2 separate regions of the Mus musculus genome follow, and region 1 is linked to region 2. Evidence: chromatin contacts called from public promoter capture Hi-C data. All regions are on one chromosome and are shown on one strand. Each heading gives the region's core, a stretch centred on a gene start, on an enhancer-like site or on the middle of the called end of the contact. The rest is flanking DNA. Distances are from core to core; before and after follow the strand shown. Region 1 overlaps D16Ertd472e (DNA segment, Chr 16, ERATO Doi 472, expressed). Region 2 overlaps Nrip1 (nuclear receptor interacting protein 1).

Region 1 (2,796 bases), core at 277-2,776, 2.2 Mb before region 2:
ACTTCGTTGCCATCTTGACAGGTAGCTTGTGGTTTCTTGGACTCTTGCTGTTTCCTATGGACCATTGAGAAATGGCTTTTACCATTTTGTTTGTTTATATAGAACTCACCTTGGTGTTTATTCTTTTAAGGCTTGTCAGGTTTTTGTTAATTTTCAAAGTCATCCTTTTTAATCAGTTTGTGTACTTAAGTGAGAATGTTAAAGATCTCGCTGGCCTTTTAAAGGGTTCAGATGTGTGACCAGGCAAAATAATTCCATGGACATGAGCTGTTATTTAATGGCGGAGTATAGCGTTCCTGTCATCACGTTTTGTTTTGATTGTTTGAAGGAGTTGTTTGTTTTACTTTTTGCAAGCTCATTTACTGACAGATATTACTACTGTTCACGCTACAGCAAGATGTGTGGATCTTTTAAGACTTCATACGTATAAAAATTATAATATACCCTCTGTTAAGCTATGACTTAACGCAGAGACTTGATTTGTTTTGGGTTTGATTCCGGTTTTACCTTGAACAGAATTTTTTTTTTTCTGAGAAAATTTGGTTTAAAAAAAAAAACACTAAAGGACAGAGCCCTAAATAAAATACTGTTGCCAAGTTAAGCTTTGTGGTGTGGGGTACAGAAGAGTTTATCTGCTGAAATAATCGGACACCTTGGGGAAGGGGAAGTCACGCTGGTCTAGGAAGAGTGTGTGTGTGACCTTTGCCTTTCATTTCCCCAATTCCTTTCGGTTCCCCGGCTGACATCAGCCTTCACCTGAGCAACCCCAGGCCGTGCCCACCTTGATAGGAACCGATCACGTGGGTGTAGACAGTTAAGATTTTTAGACATTTAATTTGTAAATGTTTTCACTGATATTTTTAGTTTGAAGAAAACTCCAATTAGCAAAGTAGTTTAATTTCAAACTAGTTTGAAATTTCTCAGTAATTTCCCCCCAATTTCAAGGTTACCAACGAGAAGCAAAGATGTCCTGGAGACAGACTCATTTAAAGCTGCACCAGCCACTGTGCACCAAGTGTAGTGGATTTAGCTTTGAAGATCGGATTGGTTTGATTTCTTGTTTTTTTCCCCTGCCCTACTGCCTCCAGAGGAGGTGGCTTTAAAAAGTGCTTCGTAGTGATGTGTGTGTGTGTGTGTGTGTGTGTGTGTGTGTGTGTGTGTGAGACAGAGACAGTGACAGCGACAGCGAAACCTGGCTGCATCTGCAGCAGTCCTTGAACTTCAATGTGTGCTTTGAAAACTTCTTTTCAGCAATGTTGCTGCCATTTAGAAAGCGAAAATGAAACTGCCGTGATCAAAGCTAAGTTGGTCTCCAAAAGAAACAAAAAGATTATTTTGTCTTCGTCCGGGTTATATGCAATTTATATATTTGTATTCTGCTTTGAAACTGTAACTAGATAAGTCTGTCTACTATTTTTAACTTTACAAGAATAAAACAAATATTTTGGTAGCTATCTCCGAGCCTCGGTTGATTTTCTTACATTTCTGTGTTTACTGGCGGCAGGCACACCAGGCCGCATGTGTCTTGTGGAGGTCAGAAGCTTCTAGAATCAGTTCTGTCCTCCTACCACGCGGGTCTCAAGGATCAAGCTCAGGTTCTCAGACTTCACAGCAAGCCTCTTTACCTGCTGAGCCATATTTCCAGCCCCAGTCAGTGTAAAAAGAGCAGACCTACCTGCTTGCTTCTCTGCCTCCCTCCCTCCCTCCCTCCCTCCCTCCCTCCCTCCCTCCCTCCCTCCCTTCCTTCCTCTCCTCCCTCTTCTTTCTCCTTCTCCCTTCCTCTTCCTCCTTCTTTCTTCTTTTTAATCATATAGCTTGCCTACCCTGAAACTTTTATATAATCTTATGCTGTGTGATGGATTGTATATGCTCGGCCCAGGGAGTGGCACTGTTTGGCGGTGTGGCCTTGTTGGAGTAGGTGTGTCTCTGGGTGTGGGCTTTAAGACCCTGATCCTAGCTACCTGGAAGCCAGTCTTCCACTAGCAGCCTTCAGATGAAGTTGTAGAACTCTCAGCTCTGCCTGCACCATTCCTGCCTGGATGCTGCCATGTTCCTGCCTTGATGATGGTGGATTGAACTTCTGAACTTGGAAGCCAGCCCCAATTAAATGTTGTCCTTTATAAGACTTGCCTTGGTCAAAAGTGTAGATGCTTCATTCCTCCTTAGAATAGGGAACAAAATACCCATGGAAGGAGTTATAGAGACAAAGTTTGGAGCTAAGAGGAAAGGATGGACCATCCAGAGACTACCCCACCCCAGGGATCCATCCCATAATCAGCCACCAAACGCAGACACTATTGCATACGTCAGCAAGATTTTGCTGAATGTGCCAGTGACTGGTAAACACAGAAGTGGATGCTCAGTGTCAGCTATTGGATGGATCACAGGGCCCCCAATGGAGGAGCTAGAGAAAGTAACCAAGGAGCTGAAGGGGTCTGCAACCCTATAGGTGGAACAACAATATGAACTAACCAGTACCCCCAGAGCTTGTGTCTCTAGCTGCATATGTAGCACATGATGGCCTAGTCGGAAAGAGAGGCCCCTAGGTCTTGCAATCTTTATATGCCCCAGTACAGGGGAACACCAGGGTCAAGAAGTGGGAGTGGATGGGTAGGAGAGCGGGACAGGGGGAGGGTATAGGGAACTTTTGGGATAGCATTTGAAATGTAAATAAAGAAAATATCTAATAAAAAAATTAAAAAAAAAAGACTTGCCTTGGTCATAGTGTCTGTTCACAGCAGTAAAACCCTAACTAAAATACTCTGTATCCAGTTAGCTGCTTCAACAATTTGAATT
Region 2 (2,700 bases), core at 65-2,564:
ACCGTGCAAAGGACTCTCTCACCTTTCGTCTACTAATTAAGAAAGCCTGTACTGATAAGCAAGGCCACCCCTTTTGTAGCCTGCACTTTCTACCTGCTGTAAAGGATTGTGGGCAACTCCCGGAGCTAAGGAGTTGGCAGCTTGCATTGTTGGTAGTTTGCTGTGAGTATTTTGCTTCCCATTTTTTCCCTGCTTCTGGAAGGTGGACATGGCGGGGCAGTTACCCTTAGCATAAAGCCAGGAGGAAAGCTGGTAGTCACTGCAGTTACTTGCATATAGTTGTTAAGCTGCTTGTGGTTATGACCTTTTAACTGTTGGATTTGCATAGACATAACACATGTTAAATATCACCTGACCATGCTAAATATCACTTCATTAAAAATGTCAGATGCTAATTTAGCCTTACAAGAGTGAGGTGGGAAATTTAGCTTTGATACAAGCTTTAAGTGAGAATAAATACTACGATATGGTTTTTGACGTGGGTTAGAACCTGACATACTGTTGCGGTCAAAATTTGAGACTTGGAAGTTCTGCACAAAATGGGACTTCTTGAGGAATTTCTCTAGGGATAGAGAGAGATGGCTCTGTGTGCGTGTGTGTGTGTGTGTGTGTGTGTGTGTGTGTGTGTGTGGTGATGGTGGTGATGGTGGTGGTGAGGATGGGACCCAGGGCCTTGTGCATGGTAGGCATGTATGTGTTCCTACCACTGAAGCACGCCTGCAGCCCAAGAGATGACATGTTTAGGCAGTGAATGATAAATGTACTGGGGAAAACAAAGTTTTACATTTTCGATTTCTGAATTTTGAGTTTTTAGTAATCTAATCATTAGAGAGGATTTATACACTGGAAAGGAAGCAAAATAAGAATGGAGGGGCAGAAGGAAAAAAACATTGGGAGATATTGGAAAACTCCAAACGAATTAATGACCCTTGCGTTGTTTCCCCAGATCGTTCACAGAAAAGGGTCGCAAGGGACAGGGGTAGGGTTTGATTTTTTTTTTTTTTTTTTGCGAAAGGACATTAAAAATAGTACTTCCGCTTTCTCACTCCACATTTCTTTCTCTTGTGTAGAGCCTTCTCCTAAATCAGTCTACCTTTCTGGTAAAAGGGAAGTCCTTTTGTCTCCCTCGGCAACGACCGCCAGTAGTGAGAGAGGTCAGATGTGATTTTAAATTCTGAGGTTCCGCTGTTGTATGTTAGGACGCGTTGTTGTTCATGATTTCAAACTGGTGCTTTTAGAAGAGTGGGGGCGACTTGACATGCGCAGAAGTAGCATTGGTCCGTGTCTTTTACTGTTTTACCCCCTCTGCCCGCCCAGCAGGAGGAGCAGGAGCCGAGGAGGGAGAAAGGAAGAGGACACACCCTGAGGTGGCACCTGCTTGTGTTCTGGCCAGCTCACATGCATTTTTCTCTTTTAATCCTTGCAATTGCGTCCCCCTCAACTCCCCCCCCCCCCCCCCAGACGAATGGAGAATGGATATTATTTCCTCTAGTTTATAGATACAGAAACCCAGCCCACTGGGTTTGCCAGAGTCACTTGCCTGAGGCCACACAGCTAATTTCATTTCCATGAGAATAAGCCATCTTTGGAAAAGGAAACTAGCGGCCAGCTGTCATTCAGGAAGCCCTGAGGAAGCCTTGCTCTCCTACCTGATAACCACAGAACCCAGGATGGGAGGACAAGCCTCCCAGCCTGATGCTCCCAGCCTGGTTTCTCTGGGAAGGCCTGTCTTCCATGCTTTTCCTCAGCTGCCTACCCTTAACCGGAGGCAAATGTAGTTCCAAGGGCAACTGGCCACTTTCGCCCAAACTTAGCCCCCAAGGGCACTCTCCTGCCAGTGCTAGCTCTCGTGAAGTGTACCACAGAATTACTGCAGTGCGCTTCAAGGCGACGAACGAACGCCGCTGTGTTTCCTGATATAATTCATTAAAATAGCCTGTCATGGTCTTAATCTTGGTGTTCCCAAGGCTGACTGTGTTTGTCTACTTCAGAGCACTGCAGTAGCCATGTGCCATAGCTTTCTCGGTTGAAAAATCGTGACTCTTGGCCATGCTTAATGTGTTTTTTTTTTTTTTTTTGGTTTGTTTTTACTACCTTTTCTTCACCCACAATGGGTTCCTTAAAGACTATATGGCATGTTACAAAAGGAGTCTCCGAGCTCCAAGCAGAAAATGGATAAGGCATTCGTGAGTTTATTGAGAGAGATAAGGAGGACTTGGCTTCCTATGGGCAGCAGAGCTTGATGAGGAGGGAGCTGTCTTGAACTAGGGGGTTTGAAGCACAGAGTACATTTTTAAATACACACCAGCCATACGCTTTTATTGTCGAGGCCATGAGGAATGGAGTTATAAACCTCCCGTCCCCCCTTTTTTTACTTCACTTATTTAAAATTTATGGAATGTTGAACCCCAAACCACTCTAACTGAGTACTTCCTCATAACACCGAAAAGCACAAGTTGGAACTGTATTGCAGACGTAGAGTGACACAGAAAGCGAATATACATAATATCTTATAGTGTGCTTTGGATGGTGAATTGCTCAGTAAATGTTGGGAAATAAAGGATTCCCATAAAAGCTACAAGAGCGGGTTTTTGGTTCTATCTTTTATTAAGAGAATAGTTGTTTTTATTATAGCTAAATAAGAAAAGAGAGGAAGTTTAAACATGAGCAAGCTGGGGACGAAAATCTTCTGTCTCCAAT

The links. Promoter capture Hi-C pulls out the DNA fragments that hold promoters and counts their contacts.
Region 1: a contact with region 2 is called in a promoter capture Hi-C map of pre-B cells, with 6 times the contacts expected there. The contact joins two enhancer-like sites. A contact is called at or near these places in 2 of 39 promoter capture datasets (liver and pre-B cells) and 1 of 115 datasets of contacts at active chromatin or transcription factors (embryonic stem cells).

The regions. Positions count from the first base shown.
Region 1 is chr16:78,538,996-78,541,791 of GRCm38.p6, reverse strand. It overlaps D16Ertd472e (DNA segment, Chr 16, ERATO Doi 472, expressed), which reads left to right. Exons shown (of 5, transcript NM_001252439.1): 5 at 1-1,456. Among named protein-coding and RNA genes, the nearest start is that of 4930478L05Rik, 20 kb to the left of the region's middle. Within about 2 kb of position 1,526, at least 105 of the 459 cell types and tissues checked have an H3K27ac peak or open chromatin away from gene starts, as enhancers often do. A contact at or near this core is called in pre-B cells, where this site is marked.
Region 2 is chr16:76,364,500-76,367,199 of GRCm38.p6, reverse strand. The region is part of intron 1 of Nrip1 (nuclear receptor interacting protein 1); the gene reads left to right. Among named protein-coding and RNA genes, the nearest start is that of Nrip1, 7.2 kb to the left of the region's middle. Within about 2 kb of position 1,314, at least 64 of the 459 cell types and tissues checked have an H3K27ac peak or open chromatin away from gene starts, as enhancers often do. A contact at or near this core is called in pre-B cells, where this site is marked.